2 separate regions of the Danio rerio genome follow, and region 2 is linked to region 1. A link is a contact called in public Hi-C data. All regions are on one chromosome and are shown on one strand. Each heading gives the region's core, a stretch centred on a gene start, on an enhancer-like site or on the middle of the called end of the contact. The rest is flanking DNA. Distances are from core to core; before and after follow the strand shown.

The links. Hi-C and Micro-C count contacts between places; a contact is called where the count stands out from the background.
Region 2: a Hi-C map of an unstated tissue shows a contact between it and region 1, with 6 times the contacts expected there. The contact joins the promoter of rspo3 here to the enhancer-like site in region 1. A contact is called at or near these places in 1 of 18 Hi-C or Micro-C datasets (an unstated tissue) and 2 of 4 datasets of contacts at active chromatin or transcription factors (caudal fin and embryo).

The regions. Positions count from the first base shown.
Region 1 is chr16:44,466,834-44,473,741 of GRCz12tu, reverse strand. trmt11 (tRNA methyltransferase 11 homolog) reads right to left here. Exons shown (of 13, transcript NM_200216.3): 11 at 5,227-5,361. Among named protein-coding and RNA genes, the nearest start is that of trmt11, 17 kb to the right of the region's middle. Within about 2 kb of position 2,366, at least 8 of the 62 cell types and tissues checked have an H3K27ac peak or open chromatin away from gene starts, as enhancers often do.
Region 2 is chr16:44,721,044-44,728,048 of GRCz12tu, reverse strand. rspo3 (R-spondin 3) reads right to left here and starts at 2,014. Exons shown (of 6, transcript NM_001017358.1): 1 at 1,339-2,014. The coding sequence starts at 1,432.

The DNA of each region.
Region 1 (6,908 bases), core at 1,117-3,616:
CATCACTATCTGGAGGCCTGCCTTAACCATAAGAAACACTGCGAACCTCCAAACTCTTCATTGTTCCCAGCGGCTGTGAAGACAGTTAGTAGGGACATTAACTCAGCAGGGAGTTGAGCTGGTGGGCTGTTAACATTCACGCGCTGACAGACGCGTTCGCACGCACCGACTCCCTTCATTTTTCAGACGATTACGTAAATATGGCCTGAAATCAATGAAAAATAACATTTCGAGGGTTGCTAGCTGTAGCCGAACCTCATCCACGCAAAGCCACTGATCCACAAAGCATTGCGCACACACAGTTAGCTGCGTTTCAAACAAATCATAAATTATGTGCCCTCTTTTCAACGGACCTGACAAAGCAAAACAAGGAGGCATACGGAGCACTCATATTATCCATCGCACTGTTTACACGGAGCTGCTCCTGTCACCTTGGAGAAATGTCTAACAAATGTCAGCTTTCCAGGAAAAGAGCCCTCTGAGGCCGCTGAAATCACATGACAGAATCACATTTCTGAATATAGGGCAATGAGTCAGTGCATTATGGGGTACTAATGACTGACTAACGTCCCATGTGGATTACACTCATATCTGTCTTCACCTCATCAAGTTCATGTCCAGTAAAAGAGATTATTCTTCTGTTTGCGGTGGTAACGAAACAAGTAGTAAAGGTCAGAAATGTATTCTTGCTACTTTTTCAAAATACTTATTTAAAATGACCTGAATTCATTGAGCTGAAATCATCAAAACTCTTGAGTTTTTTGGGGACAACTGCATAGTTTTTTGTTCAATTTATTTGTGTTGGGACAACATGAAGGTCTTGTATGGCACCCAGCATTTTTTATACAGTAGTTAAGTTTTTAATCAACCCTTTTTTCATAGATAAAAATGACCACATTAAAAATATATGTTTTAAAGGGGTAAAATGATGACAAAAATCTATCAACCTTCAATTCAAAGAACAATGTATAGAGTATTTCAATGTGGTCATTTAATTGGTGCATGAACATTTCCTGCTTGTTATCAAACTATTTAACTATTTAATTTAAACTAACTGTATAACAAGAGGCAATTCAATCATAACTTTATGTTAAAATAGCTATCATAACATTATTTATCAATTTGTGGCTCAATCTGGACTCTCAGAAGCTATAGGTATTAAACATGTAAAACAGGAAATACGTTGGAACCATTGTTTTTGTTTACAACCCTCAAAATGGTCTATATTAGTATAATGTTTTCATGCATATGTCATGTAAAAAAAGATTATTCTTCTGTTTGCGGTGATAACGAAAAAAGTAGTAAAGGTCAGAAATATGTCAAATTAATTAAAATATCTTAATTCATGAAAATAATCATCACTATAGAAGGTTACTGCTTCACTTTGAAGCAGCATAATTTTATACACTCAAATTTTTTTTATTTAAAATCAGCTCAAATCTTCACAATTCTTGAGATTTTTTGGGGGGGACAACTTAATGGTTTTATGTTCAATGCACTTAAATTTTAAAACCATTAAGTTAATTTACTCCATTGTGTGCAACCCAGTATTTTTTACAGTGTGGTTCAGAACATTTTAATCAAACTTATTTCATAGATGAAAACAATAACTACATTAAAAAATATATATTTTAATTGACTAAAATGATGACAAAAATCTATTGACCTTTAAATAATTTTTTTTTTATATCAGTATACTGGATTCATACATTATGTCTTCCATGTGAAGTAAAATAGACTTTTGTTCTGTTTGCAGTGGTAACAAAATAAGATAAAAATAAATACATAAAAAAATAAAAATAAAATATATATATAGAATTTTTTAATGAGTAAAATGATGACAAATCTATTGACCTTCAAATAAAAAAAAATTATATTAGTATACTGAATTCATGCATTATAACTTTGAAGTCAAGTAAACATTATTATTTTTCTGTTTGCAGTGGTAATAAAACAAGTAGTAAAGGTCAGAAATGAGTCAAATAAATCTAAATATATTTATTCATAAAATGATCATCACTATAAAAGCTTCCTGCTTCACTTTAAATAATTAGCAGCATAAGTTTATACAAAGAAAATAAATGCTGCTTTTTTCAAACTAATTTAAAATGAGCTGAAATGATCACAAATCCTGAGTATTTTTGGGACAACTTAATTGCTTTTTTTGAGTGTAGTTAAGTTTTTTTTTTACAGATTAAAACAATAAAAATATATATGTTTGAATGACAAAATATGGCAAAAATCAAGAAAATCAAATCAAAGAAAATCAGTTAAATAAGTGTATATAAGTATACTATATTTGTGCATTATGACATCCATACCCAGTAAAAATCTTATTCTGTTTGCAGTGGTAACAATTAGTAAAGGGCAAAAAAGTGTCAAACAAATCAAAACACTGTCTTTTTACTGTCATGTTGATGTCTACATGTGGACACCATCATAAAAAAATGTTATTGTGTGTTACTCTGTAATCCCTCATTTATTTATTTTCGTTTGTTGTGAATGCTCCATTGCGTCATAAGGAATCGGGAATTCTTGCCGCTTGCTATGACAGAAGTGTTTTCCTCTGGTCTGTGAACTTCCTATTCTCAGGACGAAGCGGATGAATTGGATACTGAGGGCTGTTTCCACTTCGAACTGTTACAAGGGTAATCAACAGCGAAGCCCCAGATTCCAGCGGCAGTCATCCACTCCTCTGACACCACAGTTTATAAACACAACTGTTGCTATACTGACGCCTGCTCTGAAGATGCAGTCATTTAGCCGCTGACCACAGCGCCTCCTTGTGGCGATCATACCCATAGCTTTATGAATTTTAACTGTCAGCAAACCCTACATTGTGAAAAGGTATATGATCAAAAGTCATGATAGAAGTTTGTATTTAAATAAACTTATGTAAAAATGTTTATCAAGGTTTTAATTAATTTAGTAGTTATAAATTATAACAATTTTTGCTGGGTCTTTCAAGTCACAAGTACAATAAAAAAGGGCTTTTGCTGCTTGTTTAAACTACTTATTTAAAATAGGTTGAAACAACACAATTCTTAAGTTTTGTTTGAGAGTTGGTTTTTACAGTGTAAATGATCTTAGCTGACCTAAAACGTTAATATTATTCAACTTAATTTAAGGTAGCAACAAATTTATTACAGTATAATTCATTCAGGACAGTGCTTCTGAACTCTGCTAAGCATTTGAGGTTGGCAAAAATGTTTTAATTCAAGTGAGATGCAAGTATTTGTTAAACCTGAGATAAAACAGTAAATGTAATTTATTCCTGTGATGGTAAAACTGGATTTTCAGTATCCACTGCATCAGTTTTTAATATTTCAATAAAAAAAGAGGAGAAAAAAAGGGTAAATTAAGAAGAACAAAAACGTACTAAGCTGAGCTGGATCTTGAACGTTACGAATTACATTTTATGCAATTAACATGCAATCAAAATATAGTAATCCAAAATAAAACTAAAAGTGCTTCAGGGGTAATTCATTTGTTGGTGCTTTTTGGATAAGCGATTCATAAAGATCCAAGAACAAAATCCAAGTCCAAGGCACTAAAAAAGTAAGCAATAAAGTTAAAAAGCCTTTAATAACATGGTTTTATTTTAAAAACAGCATTACTCTCACCCTATTGAAATGTATGTTTTGCCGAAATATGTAGCTGTGGTGCACATTAGTGTTAATTTAAAAACATAGTATTTTTGTGAATATTTTTTTTTTGTCTCTAGCGCTCAAGTGAGATACAAATATTAGTTAAAACCGAGTAAATGTAACTTATTCCTGTGATGGTGAAACTTCAGCATCTATTGCTTCATTTTTCATTATTCAATAAAAAAAAGAGGAGAAAAAAGGGTAAATTAAGAAGAAAAAAATGTACTAAATGAAGCTTGTCCTTTTAATGCATCTACCATTAAAGTATTTTGACAGACCTACTTGGAAAGAGAGCTGGATCTTAAACATTATGAATTACATTTTAGGTAATTTACATGCAATCAAAAGATAGTAATCCAAAATAAAACTAAATGTGCTTCAGGGGTAATTAATTTGTCTATGGCAGTCGAAAAATAAGTGAAACAGTAATTGTAAATATCTTATTTAAAATGATCACAATTTAAAATAAATTACATTTTAAAATTTAAATTACATTTAAACAGTTGTTTTATATTGTTATATATTAACCTTACATTATATGTTGAAATTTAGTTTATTCCTAATGGCAAAGCTTTACAAAATACTTTAAAAAAATGTATTTAATGTTTAATATGTAAATTGGGTGTTTAATAAATTTATTTGAATGGTACAAATTTTTATTTACCCATTATGTGAAAAACAGTTGCGCTACTTTTGCTTTTTTATAAAAAGTCTTTCAAAAACGTAAAAAATAAAATAAACTGCAGTCATTTTTATGAAAATAATGAATATCTTTTGAATATTTGTGTTTATTTTTTCTGTCAGTTCTGATGCACTAGCAGAAATATTTAATAAAAAATAAAATCAGGGTGTAGCCAAGTAGGAGCGCTCACTCTGATCCCCCAAGCTCTGCAAGGGTTGGGGAAACTGAACCAAAACAAACGATTACAATTGGCTACAGATTGGCAAGGAAAATTTGGTAAATGCGTCAAACAGCAGAACTTTGGAGTTAAAAAAATTAAAAATAAAATAAATAAATAATACTAACTTAAAATGTGCTTTTCTCATTTAATTACATGACTCATTTAAGACATGAATCACTCTTCAGGAAAATACATGAATTAACATGCTGCAAAAAACAATTGCAAGATGCAACCGTATCTGCACGACTCTACTTAGAAATCAAATAATGACGGCGCCAGCTAAACTAATTACTGTAGGCATCAGCAATCCTGAGGGAGTAAATCCCGTAACTACATAATGGAAAATCCGTCTACAAGTGAAACAGAGGTGAAGCAAAGATGCAGATTAAGCAGCGGGTACGTTGCTTGACTCACTACTGTTCCCTGTAATCAGACAGTGGTATGATCTGTGGACGCTGCTGTTTGTGGTCAGTGGAAAACACCCCACAGCTTCACACCTGCTCCACTGACCGCAGGTCCACAAGCCTGAGCAGGATTAACAGTCTTCAGCTACTGATATGCTTTGGCTTTTTTTCAAATGTATTATTTTATTAAAAAAGCACAAGAGAGCCCCCTAGTGTTCAATCCAAAGACAGAGTCAGATGCATGTGACCATTCAGTCTATTTGATTTACTTACTCTGGCCTGTAGATAGGAAGCCAGTAGACAAGACGTCCACCTAAAACCAAGTGATGGGCTGCAAAATTCAAGAGGTCGGCAAAGATATCACTGAGATGATAAGCCATTGAAACGGGCACGTGACTCTCTCCAGAGCTGCAATGGGATATAAAACACAAGAAAACAGAATTTAATTAGTATAAGCAGGTAAATTCAGTTAACTTCGGGTTAGTCCCTTATTTATCAAGAGTCACAACAGTGGAATGAACCGCCAACTATTCCAGCATAAGTTTTACCCAGCAAATGCTCTTCCAGATGCAACCCAGTACTGGGAAACACCCACACACCCACACACACACACTCATACACTAAAGGCAATTTAGTTTACTCAATCCACCTATAGCGCATGTATTTGGACTGTGAAAACCGGAGCACCCACAGGAAACCCACACAAACATGAAGAGAACATGCAAACTCCACACAGAAATGCCAACTGGCCGAGTTGGGACTCAAACCAGTGACCTTCTTGCAGTGAGGCATCAGAGCTAACCACTGAGCCACCATGCTGCTGCTCCTAAATTTAGTTCTTTACAGAAGTTATTTTTATTTATTATTTTTTGCATGTACTCAAATGGTTACTAATTTTGATTTGATTTTCCTCACAGAAAAAGAAAGTATGAATGCACTAGTCACACTATTCCATGCAGCATAAAAAAAATGGAGACTTCAAGCTTTAAAGATCCCATGAAATTAATATAAATGTTTTTAGATGTTAGTATCAACGTTGTTTGTTTTTAGGATATTTCTATCTAGTATGCACCAAAACAGTGACAAAATCACATTCATACGATATAAACATGAGCTTAGAGTTTGTCACTTCCGCCTAAATGGATCAACGATCACCTCATACTTCAGTTTCTCATAAAGCTGTGACCAATCAAATGATCTCTATTATTTGACATGACACGCCCCCTTGAAGACGCTTCACATTTCATGTGCTTGAACTCAACCACTCCCACTGGCAGAGCTGTGATAAAAACTAAATGCTTCTACTGTTTTTTTTTTTTAGGGGATGAGCTACACTATGTCCCACCCTCTCTAATATGTATTCTATAATCTTTGGTTAAGATTACATCAAATATCAAATACAAGTGCAAATTTTAAAGCACGTTGCATTAGCTTTAAAAAAACAGTAACAAGAATAGAATTTTTAAATCCATTTAGAGGCAGTGGCGCAGTAGGTAGTGCTGACGCCTCACAGCAAGAAGGTTGCTGGTTCGAACCTCAGCTCAGCTGGCGTTTCTGTGTGGAGTTTGCATGTTCTCCCTGCCTATGCATGGGTTTCCTCCGGGTGCGGTTTCCCCCACAGTACAAAGACATGTGGTACAGGTGAATTGGGTAGGATAAATTGTCCGTAGTGTATGAGTGTGTGTGTGGATGTTTCCCAGAGATGGGTTGTGTCTGGAAGGGCATTCGCTGTGTAAAAACTTGCTGGATAAGTTGGTGGTTCATTCGTCTGTGGCGACCCCGGATTAATAAAGGGACTAAGGCTAAGCCGACAAGAAAATGAATGAATGAATGAATGAAATCCATTTAGTTAATCTTCTGGTCTGGTAGGAGTGCTTTTAGCTTAGTTTAACATAAATCATTAAATCGCATTAGAGTAGAGCATTTACATCTCACTCAAAAATATAAAAACAAAA
Region 2 (7,005 bases), core at 765-3,264, 250 kb before region 1:
ATGGAATATACATTATTACTTCAAAGTTCGCACTAATTACAAAAAAGGCAGCACGACACAGCAAAACAAAGCAACTATATGCTTGTAAATGGAAGTTGAAACGACAACAAAGTCAAAAAGGTAGATGATGTAACTAAATTGCATGATTAAACTAGCAGTCTGTTCCTCGTAAACGTAAGTTACGTGTATGAATCAAATTACACGTGTTTACTAAAAAGAAAACATCTGTAAATCGCGCGTCTTTACCTCAAAGCAACGTTTTCCATCAAAAGTTCATCTTTGGTGCACAATTGCTGTCATATTTACTCCCCTGCTCACTGTAGTGTCGCGTACTTTATGTATTTCTCAAAATAAGCCAATAAATCTCAACAATGAACAACAAAACCACATTTTCTGACAGGCGCAGTTTCACTGAGAAATCCTGTGAAGCGACAGCGCTCTCTTTCAGGGTTGCCAGGTCTTTCGTGCAAAGACAGTCCAATCACAACCAAAACCATCATAAAAATCAACAATTATAACAAACAAACTTAGTAAAATCAACCCGATATCATATCTGACAAGCCAAAGCAATAAACGAAAATCAGACAGAATTATTGAAGTATTTACAAAGTTTGCACCACTCAGCTGCTTTTAGGCTACTTTTAAAGAAAATAAGATACAACAGGAACAATGAACGGAACTAAATTAGCTAGGCTACATAAAATATTGGATTTACATTAAGGTCTACAATCATGATTTCACAAATTCATTCATATTGTTTATTAGCTATATGTTGCTGTTATTTATACGTATATTTATTAAATTGCTTAAAGCCTACAGTAAGATACGTAAAAGCCTCAGAGCACATAAATAAAGCGACTGCTTTATGGTTTAAAAGTATTATGCAATTGGTAACCCAGGATGTTTATGAGCAAACGTCAATAGCTGTCTTAATAACTTAAATAACAACTATTCAAATTAACAATAATTCAAACACATATCTGAATTGTCAGCTGTTTTTTTTTTTTTTTTTGCCAATATGCAAGAGCTGATGGCGTTCCCGGTGATTTTTGCTTACTTTTAGTATTTAAATATTAGACACATGTGCAATAACATGTACATAAAATACAATTATTAAAATATTAAATTTCTAACCCGTTAAACGTATCCTCATTCATCCATCATGCATAGATGTTTACTTAAATCGTGTTACATTTTTCAAGTCTCTTAAACCGAAAAAATTACAACACAGTATGTTTCAAAAATCATGTCCACCAAAAAGTGATGCACGCAAACATCCAGTGTACGCTACAGTGCAGGTGTGCGCAAAGCATCAGATCAGCAGCGTGCAGAACTTACGTTTGTTTCCCCGGTGCCTGGAGCCGTGATGCTGACAGTTTGTGTATTCCATAAAATGCAAGATCAAAACAATGGAGATCAGTTGCAATTGCATAGTAATCAGGGGAATGATGCTTGTCTTGTCAATTTCAATGTCGCTTATCGCACTGTGATGTGTGCAATACTCAATATGTTATTCCTAAACCGGGCAGAAGCCCCAGTTGTGCTCACGCGCAAAAGAAAGAGAATTTTCAATGGCCCATATGCACCTGGGCCGATTCGGCAGTAACATATTGGAGGCAATCCACATATGTGCCACTGTGAGATATCCAAAGAGAGAGCCACTCATTCCATGGAAACAGTGAAAAAGTGCTAGTTCTCCATCCAGCGCAAAACGTAAAGATGGGGAGGAGGCGAGCAAATTAAATTGGCATGGTGAGAAAAAAGTTGGATTGTCTTCCCGAATGACTGTATGTATTCCCCTCTGTGATCCAGCACGACACGTCCAGGTGTGAAGGTTACTTTATTTATTGAGCTTGACGTGTAGGAGGTCCTCGCGTCATCCTCATCACAGCATCTCGAAGAACTTTTCAGTGAAACCTGATTTGTAAATAGCGTCGCTTTTCTCTATTCAGTCTCGATAGCTCACAGTTTCACGGTTGAGCAATTCACTATCTCTCGCCTGCTCTCAGCTCGTGTGCTCGTCTGGTAACTGATGACTTCAGCTCTCTGCCGTCTCTTTCCCCTCTCTGAACTCCAAAGTTTATTTAGAGGGCGAGCCCCCCACGTCAGACACCCCACGGGCTACCAACACGCGCTTTTTCAGCATATCACGCTTTTTTATTCAAAACTAAAGAACCTTGAAAAAACAGACAGGCAGATAGATCATATTGATAATAGATAGATAGACAGACAGACAGACAGACAGATAGATAGATAGATAGATAGATAGATAGATAGATAGATAGATAGAAAGATAGATAGATAGATAGATAGATAGATAGACAGATAGACAGACTGTTAATGATTTTCGTAAATTACACAGTATTTATATGAACTGTATTTTACTATAGGACATTTAAGCAGCATGTTATTGTGTTTTAAAGTACATTACTGTATAATTGACAGTAAATATATACATACAAATTATGTAAATACAAATAGAGCAAGATAATTTTTGCTGTAACTGATTTACAGTAAGATACTGTAGATGCTACAGGAAATTTTTAACAGTATAGATAGATAGATAGATAGATAGATAGATAGATAGATAGATAGATAGATAGATAGATAGATAGATAGATAGACTGTTAATGATTTTTGTAAATTACACAGTATTTAACTGTAATATGAATGATATTTTACTGTAGGACATTTATGCAGCATGTTATTGTGTTTTAAAGTTGCATTACTGTATATTTTACTGTGAATATATACATACAATTCTGTAAATACAAATAGAGGAAGATAAATGGTGCTATAAATGTAAATAGAGTATTTGTTTGCTGTAATTGATTTACAGTAAGTTACTGTAGATGCTACAGGAAGTTGTTAACAGAATAGATAGATAGATAGATAGATAGATAGATAGATAGATAGATAGATAGATAGATAGATAGATAGATAGATAGATAGATTGTTAATGATTATTGGAAATTACACAGTATTTGACTGTAATATGAACTGTATTTTATGGTAGGACATTTATGCAGCATGTTATTGTGTTTTAAAGTTACATTACTGTATGTTTTACAGTAAAATATACATACAATTATGTAAACACAAATAGAGCAAGATAAATGGTGCTGTAAATACAGTATTTTTGCTGTAATTGATTTACAGTAAGTTACTGGTGACCTGCAACCAGTAAGTTACTGTAGATGTTACAGTGTAGATAGATAGATAGATAGATAGATAGATAGATAGATAGATAGATAGATAGATAGATAGATAGATAGATAGATAGATAGATAGATAGATAGATAGATAGATAGATTATTCAGGGGTTTCATGAAGAACATTTAACATAAAGGATTTATTTACATGTAGAAAACAAGTATTTATATTACAAAACTTTCATTAGAATTTGAAAAAAGTTATTCTGTTCTATTACATCACTATAACAAAAAACAAAACCAGATAAATATACATTTAGCACAAAATATATCCAAGATCTTGAAGAAATTAATAGCAATATATCTTAACTTTGACATTGCCCCTATAATAATACAAAAAGCTGAGACTCTACATGTGGTTGCCATAATTGCGGAAGTTCCTCTGTGATCCTCTAGAGGGGGTCAGTGCTACAAGAGCCACAACTCTGCAAAGAAGCAAACAAACTGTGGGGGCTTTTCTTTTAGCACGTCTGAGATGCATTTCAGTTGATATGCAGCAATGGCCACATAAAGACAAATCCTAGCATTTTTGAAATGAGCGTAAACAATGGCGGTGATTACTGCTGTATGTGAGAGTGCTGCACAGCGCAGTGGTTCTCTTTTCTCCCACATGCAGGGAAGCTTATTTACACGTCTGGCACTGCGACGGGGAGGCCTGCTTTTCTTAACCAGCGTGTTGATGTTTATAAGAATATGAGGTGGACCGATGTTTCCCCTGTTGTGGCTTCTCCATCAATCACAGTGGGTGCAGAGGGGAAAAATGCCATAACTTTTGAAGGACTTCTTCTAGTAAAGTGCAGTTGTTCATGCCGCAGGAGAGGGAGGCTTTTCAGATTAGAAGGATTTAACGGACGTTGTTTTGTTATTGATTATTCATTAATGAGTAGTCTTTGATTAAAAAAAAAAAAAGGATAAAAGATGGTTTAGTCTGTGGTTGTCGATGTGGGGGGTGGAAATTCCAAGGGAGTAGATCTTCATATGGGAAGGGGGGACAGAATAAAGCACCTCTTTGTGCCCCCTACTCCTCTGATAAATTAGTCCCAGCGACAAGCTCTAACGGGGAGCGGGGAAGAGGAGGTGAGGTCATTTGGTCACTCTATGCGATAGCCGATGAGAGAAGCCGTCAGCAGCCTGAAATGAAGCCGGGCAGGTGCACCACGCCGACAAGGAGCAAAGGTAAGTGAAAATGTGTGAGGCCTGCAATATCACACATGGAAGCAGTCAGCGTAAACGGATGCTAACTACGCTACATTTGTTTAATCCTGACACAGTATACGTCTATTACAGGTCCTTGTTGTTCTAAGAGGCATTACAGAGTGGCTCCATTGGCTCTCATCCATCCTGATCCCATCACATTCTTCAGCGTTAAACCTACAGATCCCGGTGCAGGGAGTGGTGTGATGAGCTTTTGTGCAGAGCTGACCACAGTTGCGTCATGAAATACTCTTATTTGGAGTCGAGGGGATTAAAACAGCAGTGCACGAGGTTGTTAGCACTAAAGCAGGAAGGATCAGGTTTGGTTTTGGGTAGACAGGAGAGGATGAAGATCATGGCATGTGCTGAGGACAGATAATCAAGGGTTTGGGACTGTCAGCTGCATAAGCAAAACATAAACACTGGGAAGAGGTGATTGACGTGCGGTCTCACTTTCACCTGCTTCTCACAATCCTATAGGATGAAATGAAGGTCTTCTGGTGGAAGTTCCTAACAGCAGCAATGTTTGTTATCCAGAAATGAAAATGATGTTTCAATTAAAACTCAAAATTGAAATCATAGAACAGGAATGAAACTAATAAAAATAAAACGAGCACATTTTTATAACGTTCAATTTATGATAGATAGCTGTTTTCATAATATTTCAGAAAATCATAAATGCATTACAGCAGCATGATGGCTCAGTGGTTAGCACTGTCGCCTTACAGCAAGAAGGTCGCTAGTTCAAGTCCTGGCTTAGCTAGTTGGCATTTCTGTGTGGAGTTTGTATGTTCTTCCTGTGTTCGTGAGGGTTTCCTCTAGGTGCTCCGGTTTCCCCCACAGTCCAAAGACATGTACTATAGGTGAATTGGATAAACAAACTGGCTGTAGTGTACAAGTGCGTATGTGAATGTGAGAGTGTATGGGTGTTTCCCAGTACTCAGTTTTTCTGAGTCGTTTAGATTAATGAATCTGTTATTTACTTTTTCTCTCGGTCTCACAGCTGTGTGTGTGCTGTCAGCTGTGAAACCAGACGGAAAATAGTCTTTAATAAAAAAGTAATGCAAAAATGCATACGAGCTTTAGAAAGCAAATGCAAAGTCTCTGTGGGTCTGAAGAGCACATGAAACTGCACAATTGTTGACAGGTCTTGTGGGCACAGAACGAAACTGGTAAACGAGAAAAGATTTTCCACTACTTAATCGATCACGGATGTTTGGTTACACTGTCAGAAAAAATGTGCAAAATTTGTACCTTTTGGGGTACAATGGCTTGTCACTGGGGCAGTACCCTCAAGGGTACACCTGTTGTACCCTTTCACATGGGTACATATTTGTACCCTAGCAGTATGTACTTTCATGGGTCAAATATGTACCTCTGCTGACTAATTTGTACCTTACTTGGGCTATGGTACAATAATGTCCCTTTAAAAAAGGTACAATTTCTCCTCCATAGGGATGAATTTTGTACCCTTTTATTTCAGATTTGTACTCCATACACAATAAATTTCATTTATCACATTTATTAAACATATTAAATATCAACATTTTTACAGGATGAATGTTTAAACATTACATCATTTTAAAAGACATTAAAATGTAACATTTTATCACAAACACACATTGAAAGATTCAAAACAATTACATTGTCACCTTTTTAGACGATGAAAGTTCACACTATCACAAAGTCATACCCGATGCATAAACTTAAAAAATAGCTGCTTAAACATTTTAAAACATTTTATGAAACAGCAAAAAAACGTAATATTATTTTTTTTACATCAGTGCATCCCATTTCACTGAGCATTTTTACCAATGTAACAAAGTAATTTTTCTAAAACAACAGTAGACCTAATAAAGTACATTTTTGCTAGTGCACTGCATTCTACATTTTCTAAAAGCATCAAAAATCTCAAAGCAATCTTTTTCCATACAGTACATTGAAACATGTCACTTAAAGTATACCCTTAATCATTTTAGATCTCAAAAACACTTTTGATCAAAGTTTTACACATTTGATTTGAAATTTCTAAACATTCTTAAACAGTTTATCAGCAGAGTATGTTTCAAGAGCCTGAAAGTCCGTCTGTCTTGGTTTATAACACCCCATTCAAAGTCAAACTCTTACTGTATTTGCATGGAAATATGAATCATTAAGAAAGGAAAAAATCATTATTTCATTAAGAAATTGTCATTTCTTCTCCATTAGCGGTCTCACATGCACACGATAACAGTTCAATTTGAACACCTGAATGTGTCAATCTCATCAAGGATGTTGGGCGGAGAAAATTCTTAGCATTGTTTCATCTTGTGCTTCTCAGTTGATTTGGGCAATGTTATTGAAATGTCTATAGCTGCTAGTCTTAAATTACTGATGCAGACTCAAAACGCATGCACCAAAGTAAATGCAAAGATCCAAGCATTGCTGTTTGATGCAGACCCAGCAATACAAGTTCTCTCGGACAGCTGCACTGATTTTTCTTGTAATTTTGGATCTCCATCTTCACACCGTTGCTGATGTTCAAATTTAACTTGTTGTTCCATCTTGGGGAGTTGCTGATGTTCATCCTTTGCATTCTTTATGTAGCGTGGATAAGCCA